Regions from separate parts of the Mus musculus genome. Here all the other regions are linked to region 1. The links are chromatin contacts, called in public Hi-C and HiChIP or PLAC-seq maps. All regions are on one chromosome and are shown on one strand. Each heading gives the region's core, a stretch centred on a gene start, on an enhancer-like site or on the middle of the called end of the contact. The rest is flanking DNA. Distances are from core to core; before and after follow the strand shown.

Region 1 (3,836 bases), core at 746-3,245:
ATTAACTATGAAAGGCCACCTTTCTTCAGTATAGTTGCAGAGCATTCAAACCTTACCAGGAAACATATTTGCAAAAATGTTATCTAAGTTGGGTATTTTTTTTTTAAATCTTATTGTTAGACATTTAAGTAAAAATAAAAAAATAGCCTTTCCCTCTTGTCCTTGGGTAAAAACAGGGAGGACTTGACATACTTTGTTTACTGGAGCTAACAACTAATGATTAAATTTGCACTTTATAAAAAGAACTACTTGATGTCTTTTCATTTTCTCCCTTATCTCGAAGTATTGTTAACATTACAAACTTATGATCAATAGAAACATTTTGATAAAGCTTTAAGTAGTAAGTAGTAAGGCAGTCTTCCACGTGGAGACTTTGCTCATCTTATGGTTTCTTGATTTATGTGTATGAGTATTTTGCCTCCATGTATGTACATGCATCACTGTATATCTAGTGCTCATGGCAGTCAGAAGGCACTAGCTTTCTTGGGGCTGGAGTTACAGATGGTTATGAACCAATATGTGGGTGCCAGGAACTAAACCCGAGTTCTCTGCAAGAATAAGTGTTCTTAACTCCTGAGTCATCTCTTTATCTCCTACCTTTTATTTTTTTATTTTCATTATTATTTTTATTTTTTTATGTATGTGAGTACTGTCTTTAGACACACCAGAATAGGGCATCAAATCCCATTACAGATGGTTGTGAGCCATCATGTGGTCATGAACTCAGGACCTCTGGAAAAGCAGACAGTGTTCTAACCATCTCTCCAGCCCCTACCTTTTATTTTTATTTTTTTCACCTTTTATTTTTTGAGACAGGATCTCACTATGTAGTTCTGTCTGGTCTGGAACTTGCTACATAGACCAAGCTGGCCTCAAACTCTTAGAAATCTGCCCATTTCCTGGGTGCTGGGATTGTAGATATGGCCACCATACATTCCTTATTCTCCTGATCTTGTCCACACACACATTTTCTAAAACTTATTTGTATATATGTGTGCCTTTGTATATGCCACATGTTTGGGTACTGCATCCTCCTGGAGCTGGAGACACAGGAGTTGACATCTGGCTACATGGGTGCTGGGAAATGAGTCCACAACCTCTGCAAGAGCAGCAAGCACACTCAAACGCTGAGCCATTTTTCTAGCCCATGATTCTCTACCTTTAATTCTGTGTAGTGTCCACCTATGGCTGCACTGAGCTACTTGGTAGGTCATTGTTTCTAATTTTGACTCTTTGGACTGCTGTGATACTTTTTTAAAACCAAATTTTGAAGCAACTGTCCTGTAGACACCTTTGGTGAGTTTAATGTGAAAATATCACAATAACCAAACAATATGCATCTTCTCTAAAGACAGTCTGCTACGAAATAGGACCAGGCAACAGGTCTTGAGGTAGTGTGGCCGGGAGCAGGTCTGATAAGAGAAATGGGGTGCTATGGAAACCAGTGGAAGGGGTACCTCACTCAATACTGTGAGCTCTCTAGGCCTCCAGAGAAGAAACGGTTGCAGTAAAAAAACAGAAAAGCCCACAAACTAATGTGAGGAACCAGATGTTAGGTTCTGTGGGACATAGAAGGGGATGACAAGAGATGAATAAGATAGAGGTTTTCTAAGGGTGTTAAGAATCAGAACTTTGGGGCTGGTGAGATGGCTCAGTGGGTAAGAGCACCCAACTGCTCTTCCAAAGGTCTGGAGTTCAAATCCCAGCAACCACATGGTGGCTCACAACCATCTGACTCCCTCTTCTGGAGTGTCTAAAGACAGCTACAGTGTACTTACATATAATAAATAAATAAATCTGAAAAAAAAAAGAAGCAGAACTTTGTCTCCAGACAGAAGCAGGAGGTTTCAGAGAGCAGCCAGAGCAAGGCAAAAAGCCACAAGACAATGCCAGCAGGGGGTGCTATTGCACTGAGCTGAAGCAGCACCTGAAGCCTTGGGTTCTTAACACATGAAATTATGCCTGTCTGGGATAAGAGGTTGAGTGACATAGCTGGGTAAATGATGTCACCATTACCCAAGGTTACTAGGGAGCTGAGATAAGGCATGGTTGACTCAACCATGAGTCCCGTGGGGGCATCCAAAGAGCCAAGTACACTGTAGCAACTGGTTGGGGTATGAGGGCCTGGCAGAATGGTAGTCCAGCCTTGGATGGGGCTTAGGTGAGAGCCATCTCAGCAGAATGTAGGCTGTGACCAACACAGAAAAACCCTGTCTTGAAGAAGGGACTGGGGAAGAAGGAGGAAGAATCGGAAGGAAGGAAGGAAGGAAGGAAGGAAGGAAGGAAGGAAGGAAGGAAGGAAGGAAGGAAGGAAGGAAGGAAGGAAGAAGAAATTTTGGCTAGGAAGTATGGTTTGTTTGTTTGTTTGTTTGTTTGTTAAGGCAGTTTCAATGCTCCTGGGAGTAGTCTATAGAGAGAAGTAAGCCAGAGATGCCCCAGTGACTACAGAGCAAGGCCCAGAGGAAGGGAGATGGGGATCCCTAAGAGAGTTGACTATATATAGACCTGGACTGGTATTGAGCAGGAAGCTGTTGTTGGCTAGGGGCCTCAGTTATTCTAGAAATAGAAGTATCAGGGTCCTTTCAACAGAAACCAGGGAAGTAGACAGAATGCTTGCAGTGTGGGATCAGATAAAATAAGTAGGGAAACAGGACTACTTAGGGACTAGAAGCCTTAATGAGCTCACCAGAGTTTTGTATCTATCTGGAGGCTATCAGTGTAGTGTTTGTACCCCAGATAAGGTATACCTTTTGATGATTTCTTTCAAGTATTCAACTCCAGACAGGTTTATTCACAGGGTCACATTATCCTTCCCCGGGCTGACTCTTACTTCATCTCAGCAGTCCCCTGGGTGCTGCTCTTCTTTTGGTTAGACTCAGGCACTGAAGCCAGCTTGCTGCACAAGTGTTGCTGGGAACCCTGAGGACCATGGCAGTGCTCTTTAAGGGGCCAAAGATTTCCAAACAGGAGATAAACTTGTTCCTATACCCCTCTGTAATAGAAGAGTTCCTTTTCTTCTGTAGAAGATTGAATCTTCTCTTCAAGCTGACTGCACTGGATCTGAAAGACAAGGTCACATTCTTCAAAATTCATGCTTAAATGCCTCAAGCCAAGTTTTAAAAAACTCTGAAAGCACCCATTTTTTTACACCTTTTCCAATGATATCTAATTGATTACAAGAAGTACCATTTCTTAGAACTTTTAAATTGAAATTTTCAAATACAAAGAGACTATAATAAGCTCTTGTATAATCATCACTCAGCAATAGCTATGAAGAATCTGCTGATCTGATTTTCTGGAGCAATTTCCACATCTGTAAGTGTAGTGGGGTTTCCCCCTTTTTGGTTTTTGGGACAGGATCTTGAACTTAGTCTATTCCTGCATCAACCTCTAAAATACTGTCAATACAAGAATACACCTGGTTCCTTGAGCATTTCACCTACAAATTCTCCACTACAGATACTACAGATGGTCAAGTCTGGTACCATGTACACAGGAAGGAATGTTATCACATCCCAGCAAATGTTAGCAGTGGACTCCTCTAACAGCCAGTGTCTATTTCCAGTCTTGCAAGGTTGGATGTACTAATTAACTGATGGCAAGCAGAGGACCTCTGAAGGAATAGGCTCCCTTTTCCTTGACGTTCTAGAAATGTACTACAGGGATATCTGAGGAGATGCTGGACCCCTTGCAGCCCTATATATACCATTAGCACAAGACTGCCATTGAATCATCACTACCCACCTAGAGTCAACAAGCACCTACTTCAAGGTCTGGTGAATCTTTGAGGCAATGCAGAGACAAACCCTACTTCCTGCCCCTGCTTTGCCCTCTGA
Region 2 (3,836 bases), core at 996-3,495, 390 kb after region 1:
CAGGCTCACAAGCCCCGCCCCCGCTCACAAGTCCAACCCCACCGAGCGCCTTCGTAGCCACCACGTCGTCCAGGAACCGCACTGGCCCCGCACCGCTCCGACCGGTCACGACCAAGTAGGCCTCACTCCCCAGCAGTGACAAGTCGTTCGCAATGCACTGTGTGATGACGTCATCCCCGGGGTCGGCCATGCATCGCGCCACGTCGTGACCCCTGGAGAGAGGCGGGGCGGGGTCAGAGGGCCAGCGATGACGTCATAGCGGGTTCAGGGCTCACGTCACCGGCGACGTGATGACGTGATTGGCCAACCACACCCACGATGCATGAGGGCCCCGCCTGAGGTCACTGCTCACGTGGAGTTGAGGACTCGCAGCGAGTACCGGACGTCCGCGGGCGCCGCTGGCCCCTCCCGCCACGCGCAGGAAAGGAAGCGCGCGGCTCGGATCTCGCAGGTCAGGTTCTCCGCCCCCGAGCCCGCCGCGCCTGACAAGATGGCCGCCGTGAGCCCGACCGGAAGTCGCCAGGCGTCGTCGCTGGTTGCTGGCGATGACGACGCCGGTTGCCGGCGGTGACGTCATCGCTTGCCGGCGTTCGCGAGCGATGACGTCACCGGGACGCTCCCGGCCCTGCCCACCTTCGTTGACGAAGCTCAGCCTCCAGTGCGCGGCCGCGCCCCCGACCGTGCCATTGACATCCAGCGTGACACCGTGGTGCAGCGCCATCATCCTCCTGAACCAGCAGCGGCAACCGAAGGGCTGCGGGGGGGACAGGGAGTGGGAGGGTGGGGGAGCGCATTGGGGTCACGACCGGAAGTGACATCATTGCGGGACAAGGCCCTCTCTCCCTACCCCCACGTACCGAGACTCGCCGGTGTATCCCCGCCTCCCGCGAGGTCACGGTGCATGACGTCACCGTGACGTTCCCCGCGGCGGTGTCGCAGGCCCAGGTCAGCGTCCGAGTCCAGGGGTCGAAGGTCAGGTTGAGGGCGGAGCCGGCGTCCGGTGTGGTCGGAGCTGGAAGGGGGAGGAGGGTGAGGTGGCTCTGTTGGACGCGGCCCCGCCCACCGTGACTTCCGACCCCGCCCACCTAGCGTCACTAACCCAGAAGGGCCTGAGTTCCCGGAAGCAGTAGCGTGGAGAAGAGCAGGGCGAGCTGAGCCAGGGGGGTGATGTTCATGGCATGTGATGACGTCATCTGTCAGTCAGATGAGTGGGCAGAGCCGAGGTGTTATCCTGTCTGGCGCACTAGGGTGGGCGGGGCATTCTCTGGCCCCGTCCCACCCACTCACTACAGCATGATTTGTGGTGGGTACAGAGGCTGGGCTCTGCCATCTGAGCCATGCCCCTGTCTCAGCTCCTCTCTTGGTGACGTTATCCTATTGATTCCCCGTGAATCTTTGCTTATATGTGGACCCGCTTTGTCCGCGCGGTGGGGAGGCGGTCGAGGGGATCGGGGGTCGCCCTGCCTGCCTGTGGCCTGACTGTGTGTAGGTCAGACCCTTTCCCCCTCACGCTCCACCGCCGCCTGGACCCGCCTTTCCCCAACCCCGCCGTGCTCCAAGCTCAGCTGCAGCCACTTCCTTTTCTCCAGTCCCCACTTCCTGTCGGGCCAAGGACGCTCGCTCGCGGGGAGTGGGGAGGGCGGGGGCGGCGTCCGCGGGGTCTCCGCAGTCGGGCTTAGGGGCGATCCGCAACTCCCCGCTTCCCCCACCCCCCACCCCCGCCCCGGGCTTTGGAGGAAACGCACTTGAAGCCATCCCCCTGCCTCAACTCCACCATCTCCAGACCCCTGACTCCTGGAGGTGAACCACATCTCCTGACCCCAGTACTACACAGAGGTCAGAGGTTGCGGGGGATTGGCAGGCGGAGGCCACGCCCCCCAACTCCGGCTTCTAAGCCCCCCTTGGCCTCTGTTACCTCTGACCCCACCCCAAACCATCCCCAGGGCTCAGACCCACGGGTGGTGGGGACCTTGTACCCGAGACCCAGGGCACACACAGTAGGTCTGCATGTCCCACTGCCCCCCCCTTCCGGTCTCTCCGTCCCCTAGCCCCATCGTTTTCTAAACCCCAGGGTGTGCTGGGCACACAGTAGGGCCAGGTGGGAGGGGCTTCTGGGTGACGTCATGTCAGGCAGGGTGAGGTGGAAAGGGGTGGAGGGGCTCTGACCTGAGACAGGGGGCTTCCTGCGATGGATGGTGAGGCCTGGGCGCAGCGTCTGTGTCCGTCCGTCTGTCCGTCTGTCTCCCGCTTCCTCTTCCTCATCTGCAGGTTGGGAAACCTAGAGGGGAAGGAACAAGGCAGGCAGGGGTGGGTGGCTGGGTGGGGCCCGGTGACGTCACCGGGGGCGGGGTCCGAGTGTCCCGTGCAGGCAGCATGATGTCAAATGCGCACAGTAAGTATACGCGCCAGGCGGTTGGCCCGCTGTGTGACGCCATGCAACCTCGTGCAGTGGGGCAGCACACCGGGACGTGAGCCTACTGTGTGGCTGTTCGGGCGCGTCACACTGCCACGCACACAGCCTGGCTACACACGGTGTGACGTCAGTCACTGCATCTGACCCCTTGTGGACACAGTGTGACCACTCAGCACAGTGTGACATCACCGACAGTCTTACCCTGATGCACACAGTGTGACCACACATGTGAGCACGCGCTTACACAGTGGGAAGACTCTGACATGCAAAGTCTTGATCCTGTTGATCATATTGATAAGGGTTAGGTTCAACAGGTGATCCTTAGGTTCACATCTCCTTGCGTCATCGTTAATTTCCAAATTGGGGAAAACCAAATCTGGATGAAACGGACAATTTTCTACACAGCACAGGCACCACAGTTAAAATCACGGAAGCCACCTAACGGTCCCAGGACCCAGAACCCAGAGACAGCTGTGAAGTCTCCCACCCAAGACAGCCCAGGGTCAGGCGGGCCTGGTGGATGCTTCCACCCAGCTCATTCTGTGAAGCCACACACACACACACACTGCGCGGAGATGGACGTTTCTGTAAAATCAGGAACTCGTCACAATTTCTGTCCACAGAGGACTCATGAGAGATTTTCTGTCGTGTTTAATGTTCCAAACAGATTTTAAAAACTGGTAGAGTGTGTATTAATGTCTGCTTCCGAAGATGTCATGTACATTTAAGAGGCATTTAAACTATTATGAATTATTTTAATGACTTTAAAAATATCAATACTGAGTTGTATGTTTTAAGATAAATTTTATTAGTTTTAAAAACCTACATGGTATTGTGGGGAATTGCAGGCTGGTCTCCAGTCGATCTGAGGTCTGAACCCCGATAGTCATAATTCACCCTCATGACACGGTAGGCATTCCCTCATGCTCCTTACCACCTCCCACAGCCCCAAGAGAAGCATGGTCAATCTGACCTTCAGGCTAAACTCCTCCCCAGTTACCTAGCAACAGGGAAGACCATAAAAAGGGGTGCTTAGCCCCCACCTCGCTCTCTTACTCCTTTGTCCTCTCACCTCTCACTTCTCTCACTTCTCTCCTCTTCCCTTTCTCTTTGTCTTCTTCTTTCCTCTCCTCTCTCCTTCTTTCTCTTTCTCTCTAGCCTTTCCTCCCTCCCCCCTCTCCTCTCTCTTCTACCTTCTCTCTTTCCCCTGAATTTCTATAATAAAGCTCTTAAACCATAGAGTCTCTGCTCTGCTCCATCAAGGCCCACTGCACACTCTGGTTAGTGTTGGGAACTTCTTCCCCCATTCCCTCTCTCCCACAACCCTGGTGGCTTTAGCAAAGTAGCTCTGGGTGGGGGGTCCCGTGGCAGGGCTGCCCCTTGGCCACCCCCTGAAGAGTGGGATAGAGGAATGCCCACCCAG
Region 3 (3,836 bases), core at 865-3,364, 300 kb after region 1:
GGACAGTTCAATACATGACTCTAATGGGAAATTTAAAAACTCTGTTGTGGTACAGCCTTTTAAGTAAAGAACTTGGGAAGTTTAATCAAGAGGAAAGCAAGGTCATTGCCCTGGGGAGCAATGTGACCTGAGTCAACATAGCTTATCTCAGAAATATTTTTCTAAAAGGCTGAAAATGAAGCTGTCCTAGAATAAACATGTCTTCCCATGGAGAAATCACTGTACACAAAAAAGTTTAGTTAAGAAAAATGTCTTTAATGACAGGATGCATGCAGTGCTGGCTAATGTTCAAAGAGGAGGCAGCAGAGAAGAGATTTTACATTCCACATTTGCTGTCACCCTTAAGTGTCTTTTAGGTTCAGGCCTCAGGTTATGTTTTGAACAATTTAAATATGGACTGGAGTCTGCAAGTCTAGCCACTTAAATGGGAGATTTACACAGCAAAGATACTAACATAAATATTTAAGTATACCAGGATTTCTCTGTGTAGCCCTGGCTGTCCTGGAACTCACTCTGTAGACCAGGCTGGCCTCACACTCAGAAATTCGCCTGCCTCTGCCTCCCAAGTGCTGGGATTAAAGGTGTGCACCACCACTGACCGACCAGCAGATTATTCTTGAGTAACAAGGTTCTAAGTGGAAGATCCCTGAGGATGAAAAGGATAGGAAAAGTAGAAGGTAGAAAGTATAAAAGCTAGGTATGGGAGGTCTCACACAAACTATGTCTTATGCTAAGTAAGCTTCTTAAGAATAGCATCTTGTATACTACTAACAAGGGAAATGGAAAAAAATGGTAGACTTCTATGAAATCAGCAGCAACTATCATACAATGGGACAAACTCAGAAGGTGTCTAATAAACAGCGGTCCAAAGCAGGACACAGGGTATCTCAAGAACATTACTGACAGTGGATTTAGGACTGATAGCCACAGTCCCATGTGGTAGGAAGAGTTGGTTCAGGATGTGAAGCAACCCCTCCCAGAGCCCCAGACCACTAACAGTTCTCACAAGCATATCCCTTGCTTTAGAGGAGCTCTATTTTATTCTCAATTCATCAGGTCCTTAGGAAAAACTCTCCAGGTCCAGGCCTCAGTCTGCTACTGGCTCTGAAAAGCATGTTCCTGGGTTTCCTTCTCCATATCTGAGGGCCTCATGGAAAGCCTTGCTTGATTAAGCTAGCCCTTGACACAACAATGTTTTTTGTTTTCAAATGGTTGTCACCTGGTGTAGTCTTGCCTGTGTGGCAGAACTATGGTTTTCTCAAGAAGAAAACTGGGTCTTTATGGCACACCAGGCTTTAATGTTGGTTGTGACCATGTAATGCCTCCTTGAGCAGTTTGCTAAAGGCCTGCTCTTTTATATGAGGATGGGCTTAGTGGCTAGTTGTAAATAAGAGGTGTCTTCTTTGCTATGGTCTAGAGCCAAATTTCTGGATAATCTTCGTGAATAAACATGTGTATCCTAGTATCCTAATCTCTAACAGGTCTGGTTAGCACACTACTTATCTGTGGAGTGTTTATAGCAGTTCTCCCTGAAGTAAATTCTACTATCTCCTAAGCATTGGTAGATCCTTTACATCATCAATTCTACTCTTCTACATCTCAGCTTAATATTGGATTGCTACCCAATGCATGAGATGCCTTTTACAACCTCCACAAACTTAAGTCCAAATGGATCTTACATCTAAATATTAAATGTAGAAGACAAAAGGGAAACTAGGGCTCTCCGAGTTTGGCATCCTGCCAAGGATGTTTCTACACACAAGTCCCAACTCTAAAAGTTTTGCCCAGTCACAGCTCCCATAGTGAAGTTATTCAGTGGCTACCGCCGGATCCAGGGAATGACTATGACCACAAGGGACCTGACAGGTAGCCGCATCTGGCTGACACTTCCCACCTAGCCCCAGGGAAGACCCACCACAACAGCTCCCGAGGCTCAGCAGCCTGCTCTTCCCCATTGTGGGCAGTGACCCTGTGCTCACCATGTCGCGACTTCAGAGCGTCCCTCACAGTACCCAGTAGCAGAGTTCAGAGTACATCACACAGAAACCTTCAAGACTGCTCAGTCTCAGAGCGGAACTTGCTGCTCGACACCCGGATGAATCCTCCTCCTTTTCTGACTGGCAGGTCCATCTGAAGCCTCTGATTGGCCAGTGAGTCTTGTGTGACTTGAGCACCTCCCTTAGGGTAAGAGCGTGCTGACGTACACAACTTAGAAGTTCCCGGTTCAGGCTTCCAGTCCAGGGCAAAAGGTTTTCCAGATGTGCAGAGATGTACATTTCAGTAGCACTTGTGCCTGTCCTCCAATATCCTACCTGTCTGTCTTCCCACCCAGCCCCGCGGGAGGAACCACCACTCCAGTTTCCGCTGCTCAGCCACCTGCTCCTCCCTTTGTGGCAATAGATCCTGCACTCACTACCTTGCCACTTCAGCCCTTGCTTGAACTCCCCTCAGTACTCCGGAGGCACTTCCTTCTTCCTCCTGGAATAGCCTTTACATAGCCCATTACTCAACTTGCAGTAGAGTTTTCAATCTGGTCCTCAAGTGGAAGGATGCCCAGGGTATTAACAATTAAAGAGAGATTTTAGGAAATAAGATAATAAGATGTTTAGGTAAACTGCAGCAGCTATTTTTCACCTGGTAAGTATGAGACAACGCTGGGGGACAAAAGCAAGAAATAGATGACAAACACTATGGAGCACTATTGTTAGCCAGCACATCTTCCTCCTTGGGAAGGTGGAAAAAAACTGACTGATAGTTACCTGACCCTCGGGAAAGTCCCAGGTAGAGTTCAAATACCTGTCATGCTTGCTAGCCAATAGGTTTAAAGGTCAATATGCTTAGCCAATAAGGTTGAGGTATAATCTTGCTGGTGTAACCTGTGCTCCTAAAAAGTATAAAAACTGTAATGGCCATTTGGGGTCGCCTTCTTATTAACTCGTCTCAATGCTCTGGAAAATAAACCTCTTGCTTTTGCATGGGGTGGTTTGGGTGGGAAAGAAGTCCTCTTTGAAGATGAGCTCCACTTGTATAAGGTTGATAATAAAAACAAAATAAAAAAGCTCAACAAGAAGAAGAGAAAAACCCAGCATGTTGTTTTCTGACATTTCCTGTACTTCAATTCTCCTAGAAAGAGTGGGGCCAAAAACTTTCTGAATCACGTTGGGCTGTACTTAAGGACAATAACGCATTCACACACTTTTCTCCCATTTAATTTATCCTAGACATTGTATTCCAGCAAACCTTCAGAGGGCAGTGGGGAAATTCCTTTCACCCCTATCATATTCTACCCTGCCCTGCTGCACATCAGCTCAGTGGCTTACCAATGGCAAAGTTTTAGTGCAGTTTAAAAAAAAAAAAAAGTTCAGGGGTACAGTGTTTCTGAACAAAAAGAACTGCACTAAGTCCATTATAAGACACAAAATAGCTTTGAGAATAGGTTTGATAATTTTTTATAAAGAAAAAAATTTAAGATTTATTTATTTATTTATTTATTAATGCACATTTAGTACACTGTAGTTGTCTTCAGACACACCAGAAGAGGGCATTGGATCCCATTACAGATGGTTGTAATCCACCATGTAGTTTCTGGGAATTGAACTCAGGACCACTGGAAGGGAAGTCAGTGCTCCTAACCTCTGACCCATTTCTCTAGCCCTCAATAATGTTTCTTAATGAATCCATCCTATAATTACAGGGTAAATCAACACTTGCTTTCAAAACTTAAACAGTTGTGAAGCCATTTAATAACAACTAATATTTCATTCACAGTTTGTCAAGCTTCTTGTGCATGTCTCATGCTGCCATGTTTAAAAGAAGAAAAGATGCCTTTACTTCCA

The links. Hi-C and Micro-C count contacts between places; a contact is called where the count stands out from the background. HiChIP or PLAC-seq counts read pairs in DNA pulled down with a chosen protein or histone mark.
Region 2: a contact with region 1 is called in a Hi-C map of Sertoli cells, with 2.5 times the contacts expected there. The contact joins the promoter of Csf2ra here to the enhancer-like site in region 1. A contact is called at or near these places in 4 of 484 Hi-C or Micro-C datasets (the G1E-ER4 cell line, Sertoli cells, cortical neurons and 1 more), 5 of 115 datasets of contacts at active chromatin or transcription factors (acute myeloid leukemia, astrocytes, embryonic stem cells and 2 more) and 2 of 9 other capture datasets (adipose tissue and pancreatic islet).
Region 3: an H3K4me3 HiChIP or PLAC-seq map of pro-B cells shows a contact between it and region 1, with 5 times the contacts expected there. The contact joins the promoter of Zfp950 here to the enhancer-like site in region 1. A contact is called at or near these places in 1 of 39 promoter capture datasets (neutrophils), 1 of 15 datasets of contacts at CTCF or cohesin (pro-B cells), 1 of 484 Hi-C or Micro-C datasets (bone marrow-derived macrophages), 13 of 115 datasets of contacts at active chromatin or transcription factors (the 230-238 cell line, bone marrow-derived macrophages, cardiomyocytes and 4 more) and 3 of 9 other capture datasets (adipose tissue, liver and macrophages).

What each region holds. Positions count from the first base shown.
Region 1 is chr19:60,835,991-60,839,826 of GRCm38.p6, forward strand. Sfxn4 (sideroflexin 4) reads right to left here. Exons shown (of 14, transcript NM_053198.4): 14 at 1,287-3,060. The coding sequence ends at 2,983. Dennd10 (DENN domain containing 10) reads left to right here. Exons shown (of 9, transcript NM_026437.4): 9 at 1-245. Among named protein-coding and RNA genes, the nearest start is that of Sfxn4, 24 kb to the right of the region's middle. Within about 2 kb of position 1,996, at least 16 of the 459 cell types and tissues checked have an H3K27ac peak or open chromatin away from gene starts, as enhancers often do. A contact at or near this core is called in Sertoli cells and pro-B cells, where this site is marked.
Region 2 is chr19:61,226,173-61,230,008 of GRCm38.p6, forward strand. It overlaps Csf2ra (colony stimulating factor 2 receptor, alpha, low-affinity (granulocyte-macrophage)), which reads right to left and starts at 2,246. Exons shown (of 12, transcript NM_009970.2): 1 at 2,167-2,246; 2 at 1,100-1,193; 3 at 858-1,012; 4 at 634-754; 5 at 353-482; 6 at 43-212. The coding sequence starts at 1,193.
Region 3 is chr19:61,138,726-61,142,561 of GRCm38.p6, forward strand. Zfp950 (zinc finger protein 950) reads right to left here and starts at 2,115. Exons shown (of 3, transcript NM_001001737.2): 1 at 1,980-2,115. The coding sequence starts at 1,982.